2 separate regions of the Arachis hypogaea genome follow, and region 2 is linked to region 1. Evidence: chromatin contacts called from public Hi-C data. All regions are on one chromosome and are shown on one strand. The core of a region is the stretch at or near the end of the contact, and the rest is flanking DNA. Distances in the headings are between cores, read along the strand shown.

Region 1 (5,807 bases), core at 2,182-4,681:
ATGTATGTCAACAACGACCAAGTTGTTCCATATAAGGTAGTTCGGATACATGGATTAAATGAAGTTAAATGCTGTCATAAATCATATTTGTTAGAACAATTGAAAATATGCATCGCAATTCACAAATCAATTTAGAAGCATATTTCCACAAGATAGAAATACTTACACGCGCATCACTCAGAGTTGAGCAAGTAAAGCCACCAGTGAGTAACTAGAATAAGCACAATAGGATCCAACCATACACTGTAGTCTGTAATGGACACAGGAAAAGCCCTCCGATGTCATCAAGATCAGTAGATCACCCACAAACATGCTATATATTCAGGGTAATGATATAAGTATATAACATAGTTAACATTTCAAAACCGACTATCTATCTTGCTCAGGCAAAACTATCCAAATTCAAAATAGAGGATCACTGAGTTACAGTTGTGGTTGATGGAATATGTATTTAGGTTCTTCTACCTTTCAACAAAAGGTAACCAATAAGTTCATTTTAGAGCAAAAAGATAACACTATTTATACATCTCACTTTCCATCAATGATAATAACAATAATAAGAAACAATCCTTTTTCTACTAGTTGAGGTCGATCATATACATCCAACAATACCATTATGTTCTATCTTCTATCATAAAATATGACTACAAACAAGCCCTTTCAAATCTCACCATCCATATCTACCAACACTCCTATCTTGGAATTGTGGCAATTATTGTTATAGTAATTTTGAACAACCACCAAAAGCAAAATTTATCACCTAGAACGTACGACATTAACACTCACCTAGATTGTAATCCAATCATTCAACACAAGTTAAGAACGATCATCATTCTCTAGAGAGTGGTGGTTTTAAATTCAAGATAGTGCAATCGCAGCTCTCTTAGTTTCATTTCGCCACAGAATTTGCGAACTGAATTCAAAATGATGCTTGAAATCATAAATAATTCTAAGCAATTCAGCTCATCACTCGTTTTCACCTCTTCAGAGCTGCTTCTTTCTTTTGCTCTAGCTTCTGCAAGAACACATTAGCATTGTCCTCAAAATAATCTTTGTGATGATGATCCTCCGGGACAAGTTCCCTAAACTTCTCAAACTGTCTTTCAGCTTCATCTTTCTTCTTCATCATAGTATACACCACACCCTTACACAAGTAAGGCCTAAAATCCTTCGGTTCTTTTGTCACAAGATCCTCATAGACCTTCAGCGCACTGGATAATTCCCCTTCCAAAACCTTAACCTGTATTAGAAAGTTAGTTAGATATGCATTTATGTTATAGATACTTGTTAGAGTAAACTTAGTGAAGTACTTAAAGAGTATTTGTCCAAATAATAAATGGAGGATCGAATATTTGTCCAAATAATTATCATCTCTGACCAAGACAGATTTAAGTACTACAATTTTAACCATGAAAGATATAATCTAGCTTGACACCTATCAATCATTGGGCTAGTTTGAGCCACAATGGGGAATCGAGCTAGTTTATATATTTCATGATTAAAATCCGTCCAGCCTCTAATCTTTCATGGTCTGAAATGTAGAAATGCAGTTTATCATATCTTTCATGGCAAAACAATCAATGGAGGATCAAGCATTTGTCCAGAATAAATCATCATTTCAGGCCATGACAGATTTATGCCCTATAATTTTAACCATGAAAAATATAATCTAGCTCAACACCCATCAATAAATTGGGTTAGTTCAACACAAAATGATGAAGTCGAGCTAGTTTATATGTTTACATTATTTGTGTTAGAATTCATGATAATATCTCAAAGGTTTAAATAACTCTATTGATCTCTATAGTTTCACCAAATTTGCGATGAGATCCTTATACTTTTTTCTTTACAATTGGATCCCTATGTTACTTTAAATTTTGTAATTAGATCCTTTTCATGTCAAAAATATAAAATTAGCAGAATATCTTTTTCAAAAAACATGTAGTCAAAGATTTAATTAGGTTCTTAATTGTGGATACACTCAATTTTCGGAGAAATATTCAGTTAACTCTAACCATTTTTACACTTAAAAGCACCTAATTACAAAATTAAAAGCAGTATAGGAACCCAATTGAAAATAAAATAAAAGACCTAATTACAAATTTGGTGAAACTATGAACTATGAAACCTACAGAGTAATTAAACCTATCTCAACAATAATAAACTTGATAATCAGATGTTTCTATGAATATGATACAAGGTAAATAGGTGATGAACAAATCAGATAATAATCAAATAATAAATGCTTAATATCCCAGTATCAATTCAAATATCCTATTATTCTCTAACAATTTCAACTACTCAAATATTTCATGTTTGTAGTTTATTATTTTTCCCACATATCAGAGAGAATAACTTCCTTTGACAAATAAAAAATGATACATCTACAACTCCATCATACAACTCCAGCAACAACGCTGCAACTTGCAATTTTGCAACTTATTTGTGAGTTAGTTAGTTAGATGGTTATCCTCTTTTGCTATAGTTAGTTATGGGTTGGTATGCACTTGTATATAAACACTAATTGAATCCCATTCAATGTTGATTACCTGCGCAATTAGCAGCTTCAAGTCCCTTGCCTCAGAATCCCTCTCTTCCTTCTCCAAGAACTTCACAGCTTCTTCAAACCTTGGCATAAAATCCTTTGTTGGTTCCTTCAACTCAAAAGCCGCCACAAGAAGACCATGAAGCGCAATCACGTTATAAGGGTCTCTCTTCAGCACTTCTTCGAACAAGTTCCGCGCCACCGCGTGGTCGTTGTTGCGGGCACGCAGGTGCGCCTTCAGCAGCGGCCAATCAAGCTCCTCCGGCTCAATTTCAATCAAGCGGTCTACCATCGGAACCGCTTCGTCGAATTTACGCTCTCTGATCTTTGCTTCGATGAGGGACTGAAGATCTTCAACGGTGCTGTTCTCTTCACCCGAAACCTTTTCTTCGCCGGAGGCATCTTCCGGAGAGGATTCCGTCGCGGGAGATGGTGGTTGCGGTGCGGCTGTAACGGCAGCGGCGAGGGCGGGAGAATTGAAGTGAAGGCGCATGAGGAACAATGCAGCTGCGATGCATGCTGATTTGAGGATGGGTGAGAAGAAGGGGTTTAGTGTTTGTGTCACGTGGGTTAATGGGTTTTTGGGTGAGTGTGAGGCTTTGATGGGTGAAAATCGAAAGGAAGCGGAAGAGGAAGAGGAGGAAGATGGTAGAGAAAGGAAAGGAACGGAAGAGAATGGTGTTGTTGAATGGTGGTGATTAAGAGAGAGAAGGGATTGGTGGTGGTGATGAGAGGGTTTCAGTGAAAAGAGAGACTCCATGGATGAGGCTGAACTGGGAATTGAGAACTGCCAAACCGGTAAATAACTAAATATCTCAACCCGAGAGATTCTCACCGATGAGAACATGCCGAGGTAGCCAATGTGTTGAGTTATGACTATGGTGGATGCTCCGGTAAAGTTGTCAAATTCAAATTTTTGTAAAGATAGTTTTTTATCTTGTGGTTGTTATTGATTTAAAAGCTTATGTGTTGCTTTAAAGAGAAAGTGTTACCCTTAACTTGGCTCTGATATCAATTTTTAACTTTGACTTTTCTTTTAATTTCTTTTTTGAAATTTCTATTCATCATATTTTACTTTGAATAAATTTATAATTTGTATAGGTTAAATAATTTGCAAATTTATAGTCTAAAGTATTGACCATATCTACTATTTCTCTTGCATTTATTACTAGTCCTTGATGTATATTTATAATTTTATAACTTTTCAATCTTGTTTTAGTTTATAATATTCTTTTTTACATGGATTATTGTGTATAAAATCTTTTATTTGTTTGTCTTTTTCTTTAATATAATTTCTCAATTCCTTAATAACTTCTTTTACTTCTACACTTTCTCTTGTTTCTAAATATCTGTTTAATTTTTCAATTTTATTCTCTATTTTTTCTTTCAACAGTTTTAATTCTTTTAAGTCATAATATGGTTTTCTAGGCATTTATAAATTTTTTAAGTTTAATTCCAACTTGTTTATATTTATTCTTATTTCTATCCTTTTTATTATAAGATCATCAATTTCAATCTGAAGATTATTTAATTCCCTTTTATACTCCTTTATTTTACTTTTTAATTTTCTTGTCCTTTTTCTTTTTATTTTATTTTCTGGTTTTTCAATCTTTTTATGCTTCATTATTTAAAATTTCTGCAAATTCTATCATCGATTCATCACTATTTTCTAGAGATTCTATTAATTTTTCTAGCTCTTCAACTTCTCTTTTCAACTTGTCATAGATTATTTTTAGGGCTTCAAATGCTCTTTGATTTATTTCAGAAAACTGTAAATAATTCAAGCGATTTTCTCTTTCAAAGAGCTCTTGTTTCTTGTCTTGATAAGTTACATATATTTCTTCTTTATTTATTGTCATAATTTAGTGTTTAGGGTTTCATTTAATTTTTCGACCTTTTTTGTTAGTTCTTTTATTTCAGAATTTTCTTCTTTAATTTTTAATTTAGATAAACTTAAAGTGCTATTAATTTTAGATTCTCTTATTTGAAAATTCGATGAAACTAATTTTTCTGATGGTTCTTTTAATAATAGAACTGAGTTTTCAATAGCTTTATATTTTGGTATTTCTCGTTTTACAATTTTCTGAAATAATTCATCAACATAAATTCTTTCTCTGTTTTTAAATATTATACTATGATGGCTATTTGTTAAAGCATAATTTATTGCATATGTAATTGAAAATGGTTCATCATCTTGTTCCATTAGATTCTTTCTGTGAAATTTATAAGCCAAACTTATAGATCTTCCAAGATTTTCAGTTGATAAAGGTATAGCGTATCCAAGATGGGCATTGAATTTAACATTTATGTTTGCCAAGTTTCCATGAACAATTCCAATTATTTGATTTATTGGGTCATCAGTAATTCTTTTGTCACAGATTGCTAAGCTAATTGGTGAATTAATTCCTTTCATATATGTAGATTTAATTAAGACTTGTATATTACTAATATGAATCCATCCAATTTTAGATCTTTTTGTTGATCCTTAATTTTCTCAATCTATTTACTCAATTCTTCATCATTTATCAAAGCTATTTCAAGTTCTCCATTGGCGGATTTTATCTTTATAGGGGCTTCAAGTTGAATTTTTCCATAGTATATTATATTTTTTCTATTAAAAACTTCTTTTAAAAGATTTTGTTTATTAAAATTTTCATTTGATTTGAGATTCAATTCTGTTTTTAGAACAGCCTGTTTTTCATTATCTAATAAAGCAGGTAATCTATAATAATCAGATTCTTCCGTTAATTCTAAGCTTTCTAATAATTCATAACTAAGAGATTAGGATAAAGGCGTACCTTTCTGGAGAAAAACTTCCTTTATTTAGTATATTTTACATAAGATGTTTTTATCTCCAAAGGGGAGATTATAGATATTAACTCCAGAGGGGAGTTTAAAACTATTTTTTCCTAAGGAAATTCTTTTGTCAGACTACAGAATCGCCTCGGCAGCTTCCTCTTTGCTCTCCTAGCATATGAGTACTCTTAGCCTTCTGCTTTCTGTTTTCTGATGATCCCTTACAATTGCCTAAGCAATCTATTTATAATGGTTGGGTCTGATGGACAATTCCCATCTTTACCCTTCTTATGACGTCATTGCTTACGTCATTGTTTATTATCTTGCACCACCTACATTGTTGGTGCTCTATGACCTAAGCGCTTACGTCATTATGCAATAATGTTGAGGGATGCTTCAGATGCGCTGTCCTCTTCTTTTATCATGTGGATAGATGCGCTGTCTTCTTCTTTTATCATGTGGGTGG
Region 2 (5,677 bases), core at 2,596-5,095, 300 kb before region 1:
TACCTATGAAAATATTTGCAAAGTGTAAGGAGAGAGTTAGGCTGAAGCAAACAAAAGAGATAAGAAAGAAAATTTTGCAGAAACTGTATAAAACATCAAAATACCAATGGAGGATATTAGAAACTTAACCTGCTGAATTGAGTTATCTTTGTCAGCAACCCTGTTGTCACCTTTGGTCAAAACAAGAGATGTTTCAGGCAGTACTTTATCAGAAGGTTCACAAGACCTGTCTGCATCTTCATTTGCCACACTCACAATAGTATCAGGAAGCACACTTGTATCTTTGAGGGTCACAGCAAGAGATTCAGTGGTTGGAACATCTAGTTTAGGTGAACCTTCTTCAAGATTGATTTCCATTTTATTCTCAATGGCACTAAAGCTTGGTGAAAACTCATTACCTTCCAACTCAGACGAAAGCATAGACCAAGATTTCTTGTGACCAGATCTTGTGCTTCTACTATTTACACCATGCCTCTGATCATGACTCCTTCCTCTTCTCCTCTCCCGTCTAATGGCTTCCTTTGGCATCCTAAATCGATCATCACGAAGCACTTCATTGCGCATGATTGTTCTAGGACTTCCAAAGACATTAGAAGAAGCAGGTAGAGATCTTGACCTTGGCAAACTTCCAATACATCCATCCTTCCAACCATCCCTGCTGCTGATACCCAATGGTTCAACCCACCCAGCAGGTTTATTACGGTGCCGTTCCTCAGTAAACCTTCCATCAAAATTTGTGGTCTTGACATCCTTATCAGTGATAGCAAGCATTTCAGCAAGTGTGCTGCTCTTGCTGATAATTTGTATCTCTTGAGACTTGTGCGCCATTTTCCACCTTTCTGATAATCTCTTCTTTGCCTCCCTACTCACAGATGATTCACCAGAATGTGATGACCTCCTGCTACAATTATTAAGATCAGAAGAGTTTCCGCAAGTAGCAGGAGTTCCAACTGATTCCTCAGTAGATTCATTTCCAGATACACTGCAAGAACTATCATCCCCAGCATATCCTCTAAGTCTGGAAGAGGGCAACATCACGCAACCACCATTGTTCAAACTATTTTTCATTTGACGAGTGATTTCCTTAGCAATTTCTCTAGATTCCAAGGAGTTGTGCCTCAATGGCCGGGCAGTATCAGGCAAATTAATCTTTTGCGGATACATTTTGGAGTCCCTATATCGGATATCTGAAAATTCAGTATCATTTGCATGCTCAGACTGAAAAATATGTGGAGAACAAGGAGATGAAACATTCCGGACAGCACTCTGGGATTTCCCAAGATTAGGCTTTAGGACAACTATCTTTGTAGGGGAAGCACCTTGCTCATGTTTTCCCTTTGACTGAAGCTTTGATGATCGCGGTGAACTATGCATCACATGTCTTCTGTTGAATTGCCGAGGATATCCATCATGTTGCCTTTGATGAGATTTATCATAACTCAACAGTGCTGTGTCGGTATCTAATCTCCAGTCAAACTCATTTCCATACTTCTCAATTTCAGGTAATTGCATAGCTTCTGTGTGACCCAAATGTGATTCGAAAGGATCAGCTTGAAGATCACTTAGATGCTTTTTAAACAAAGAATCTGGCCGCTTAAAGTACTTCAGAAGAAGTTCCTTGTTAGAGTCAAGCACCTCAAGTGTATCATGGAAATCCCTCGATGACTGTAAATCCTGATAAGTTGCAAGGCGTTTGGCATCCATAAACTTCTGCTCAATGAATGACATCTCTTCGTTGGCATTCCTCAGGTCATTTGCAGACACATGTGATGAATACCTGCTGCTCTCTACCATTGGGATCTCTGAGACCTCAAACACATCCTTAAATTCTTGTTGATCCTTTGAGCTCCTCCTAGAGGATCGACCATCGTATGATGTTCCTCTGTTTCGCACTTTCTCTACAGGATTTTCTGATGAATCCTTTTGCTGCTTGTTAGTAGGCAGGCCATCCAGACCCATCAAACGGGCAATAACACCCGGATTTCTTCTTTTTGACTCGGTTTCTTGCGACATCTCATCAGCTAGTAACTTCTTAATTGGAGTTCCGAACAGTTGTTTTGAAGATCTCCACCCAAATTTGAACGAGAACTGCAACAATCAGCAAATTTGGTAATAACAGTTAGTTTTTGTTACTTTTATATTTTTCTATAACTATAACAAATAACTACGCCTAAATTAGAACAGTGTAAATCCAATCAACACACGAATTTAAAAAGCTATTAATTTACACTGCAAAAGTTAGATCTTCTTCATTCATGAATGTGCACTGACATAAATCATTATTAAAATATATATATACACACACTTACGGAATCTTTGTCTGCAACCCCACCACCGCAAGAAACAGAATCAGGAGACAAATCGGGAAATTGTCGCTGCCTATGAACTTGCTTACTCCCTGAAATGAATTATACAGCAAAAGTTAGTATGAAATGAAAACTCAGAAGTCAGCGGCAGTTAACAATTTAACAATTACGAAATAAATAAGAATAATGATGACAAAAAAAAATGTTCACTACTGAAATAGAATCAAGGCAAGAATAAGAATCAGCAAACCTTCTCACTGAGACGCGAAATAAAAATTAAAAAAAAAATAATGCAATATTTTGCCGTCAACTTAACACTCTGTGCGAAAAGCATAATTCAAGCATGGAGTTGAACAGTAAATAAATTAAGCACTGTGATCAAAAGGCATCATTACAATCTCAAATTCATTTTAAATAAATAAATAAATAAGTGTACGCAATTATACCAAGAGCACGCCAGGAACAATACAAAAAACCAGTTCATGAGTCCTGTATAAACCCAAAAATAATTTTTTTTTAAAAAAAAATAAGGTCTAATTAAGACTCTTCAGCCTTCGAAACGCTTCATTTCAAATATTCCCCCTTTTATCCCACCAAAACTAGCAGTTCTTATGCTTATGCTGTAAATGCTCGAGTCAAAAGGGGAAAAAATGGTAAAGAAAGAGCTGAAGTTCTTGCTTCTGAGATGAACCAAGCTTCAACTTCATATTTAGAGAGAGAAAACAAGATTTGAAAGAGAGAGAGAGACCTTGAGGAAGAACAAGAGTGTGCGGTTGGTTCCTGGAAGCAACGGGGGACCTGCGGTGGCGAGATTTCTCCATGTGGACGAGTCATACACGAGAAACCGGGGAGAACATGCAGATCGAGAGAGTACGGACGAGAAGATATACTCAATTAGTAGGAAGAAGAAGAAGAAGAAGAAGAAGAAGAAGAAGAAGGTGGTTGAGGAAGGAAGGAACTAGGGTAGGGAAAAACAATAGTGAAAGAAAAAAAAAACAAAACCCATAGGATGCTGAGCTAAAATTCAAACAAATCTAGAAACAACAAAAAAAAAAGGAAAGGAAAGGAAAGGGAAAAAAGAAAGTGCGTGATAGGCGCAGAAAAGAGGGAAGGAAAAAAGTGAGGTAAGAGAGAGAGAGAGAGAGAGAGAGAGAGAAGAAGATGGAAATGAGATTATTGAAGGAAGGGGTTTGATTTTTGAGGTAGTAGAGAGCGAAAGAAAGAAAGTGGGAAGGAAAGAGAGAAGTTAGAAGAGAGAGAGGGAGAGCATTAATGGAGGTCCGTTAAGAGCGTGGGAGAAGGGGGGTGGGAAGTGAGTGAGAGAGAGAGAGAGAGAGTGCGTGAGCGTGAGGGAGAGGGAGGTGGGAGTGTGAGTAAGTGAGTGAGTTGAGGGAGTATTTTGAACTTTTGAATGCCGTAACGCTGGCACACCACACTTACCCTTTGCGCGGGCAACTGCACACTCCATCATTCAACGCCCCTCGCCCCTCGCCCCTCGCCCCCTCCAACTAGCTACTACTGTACTACATACACCCAAACTTCTTTTTCGCCAATTCTATAGTATTTGCTCTCTAATTTTGTCTAATTCATTTTTTATTGTAAATTTTAAATATTTAAAAAAATATTATTTTATATTTTTTAAATTAAATATTAATTTTTAAAATTTTTATAAGTTCGACCGCTCTTTTTAAATATGACAGTAATTAGCCTTTTTTATATTCAAACTTTTAGAAAATAACACATTTAAATAGATTATAAAGATTTAAGTATGCAAAAAATTTTAGACTATAACAAAAAAAAAATTTAAAAAATATTATCGATAAAATAATTTTTGAATAATTTAAAAATATAACAAAAATAATCAATAATTATTATATTTCAATAAAAAATATTTGTATTTTACAAATAATTTAACATTGGTTTGAATTGATTTTTTTAGTTAAAAAAGTACTTTTATAAAAGAATAAAATATGTTTATTCAATTTAAAATATATTTAAATATATCCTTTTAAAAAAGTATTTTGATTATAAAAAGTAAAATTTTTTTTTAAGTTAACAATATCTTATTTTTAAAACAAATAAAAGTAGAAGACGTTTTTAATATTTAAACATTTTTTTAAAAAGTCTATCTAAATATAAAATATTTTTCTATTAAAAAAAATCTCTTTTAAAAGGATAAAAAAATAAATACTTTTTTCAAAAGTTAATCCAAACTAATCCTTATCTATTTGATTTGAAATTTTATAATTATATTTGAATAAATATTTAAAAAGTGCACAAAAAAATTCGAAACAAAATTTAATTTTTTTATTTTTTAAAAACATATGGTCATATATAACAAAATTTTTAAAAATATTCACTTGACATCAATTTATCAAATTTAAAAATGAAAAAATTTTATTTTTTTAATAATATTTACAAAAAATTGCATTAAGATATAATTTCTAATTTTTTTAGAATATATATTTAATATTTAATTTTCTTATCGTGGTTTTAAAATTTTTTTAGAATTTATTTATCTTTAGCATCTTTTAGAATTATTTTTATCAGTAATATAAATTTTTAAATACTAATTTAATAATTTATTTATTTATAAATTTAATTTTAATATATTATATAAAATATTCTACAAACGTATTAAAATTAAATTCTAGATTATAAATTTTTCTTAAGTATAAGATAAGTATTTTATAAGTGAAATGCTAGACTCACAAGCCTTTAAAAATTTATAATACAAGATAAAATTTATTCGTTTTTGTTACGGACCCGACCCACGGAATCCACACCCATAACGGTCTTCGAATTCGGTTACCCAGATCCAGCCCTATTCGCCCTTTTAGAAGGTCCGGAACCGACCCACTAGAGCTTCTAACCAACAATCAAATTCAAATATCTCCCTTATCTCATGACCAAAAAGAAAATATCTCCCTTATCTTAACCAAATAAGATAAGATAAGATAATTACCATCACCTATATAAAGGACAGTCCCAAGCCCTCTCAGGTACGTCATTCACTCCACACATGCTATTCCTCTTAGATCCATTCTGACTTGGGCATCGGAGTGTCTTTGCAGGTACCACCCACATTGCTCGAGTCAGATAATCCAGCGTCCGCCTCGACCCACAAGTTCCCGATCCATCTCTCAACCCGTACCAGAGACATCTTGTACATTGGCGCCGTCTGTGGAAAACTTGCAACGTCGTGACGACATGGCGGATATTTCTGAAGAGCAATCTCCAGGCCCTCACCACTTACACACGCGAACCCCAACCCCCGAAGGTTGGGAAACCATTCCTCCCACTTACCAAAGAGTAACAAGTGTTATGCGCCAGCCAACACCGCCCCAACAACAATCAAAGGGGGGAAGGTC

The links. Hi-C and Micro-C count contacts between places; a contact is called where the count stands out from the background.
Region 2: a contact with region 1 is called in a Hi-C map of leaf, with 2.3 times the contacts expected there. The contact joins the promoter of LOC112742293 here to the promoter of LOC112742279 in region 1. A contact is called at or near these places in 3 of 8 Hi-C or Micro-C datasets (leaf and an unstated tissue).

Annotation. Positions count from the first base shown.
Region 1 is chr2:30,513,328-30,519,134 of arahy.Tifrunner.gnm2.J5K5, reverse strand. It overlaps LOC112742279, which reads right to left and starts at 3,431. Exons shown (of 4, transcript XM_025791524.3): 1 at 2,550-3,431; 2 at 981-1,240; 3 at 167-250; 4 at 1-71. The coding sequence starts at 3,392. The coding sequence ends at 178.
Region 2 is chr2:30,813,804-30,819,480 of arahy.Tifrunner.gnm2.J5K5, reverse strand. It overlaps LOC112742293, which reads right to left and starts at 3,845. Exons shown (of 5, transcript XM_025791535.3): 1 at 3,055-3,845; 2 at 2,310-2,398; 3 at 130-2,088. The coding sequence starts at 3,127.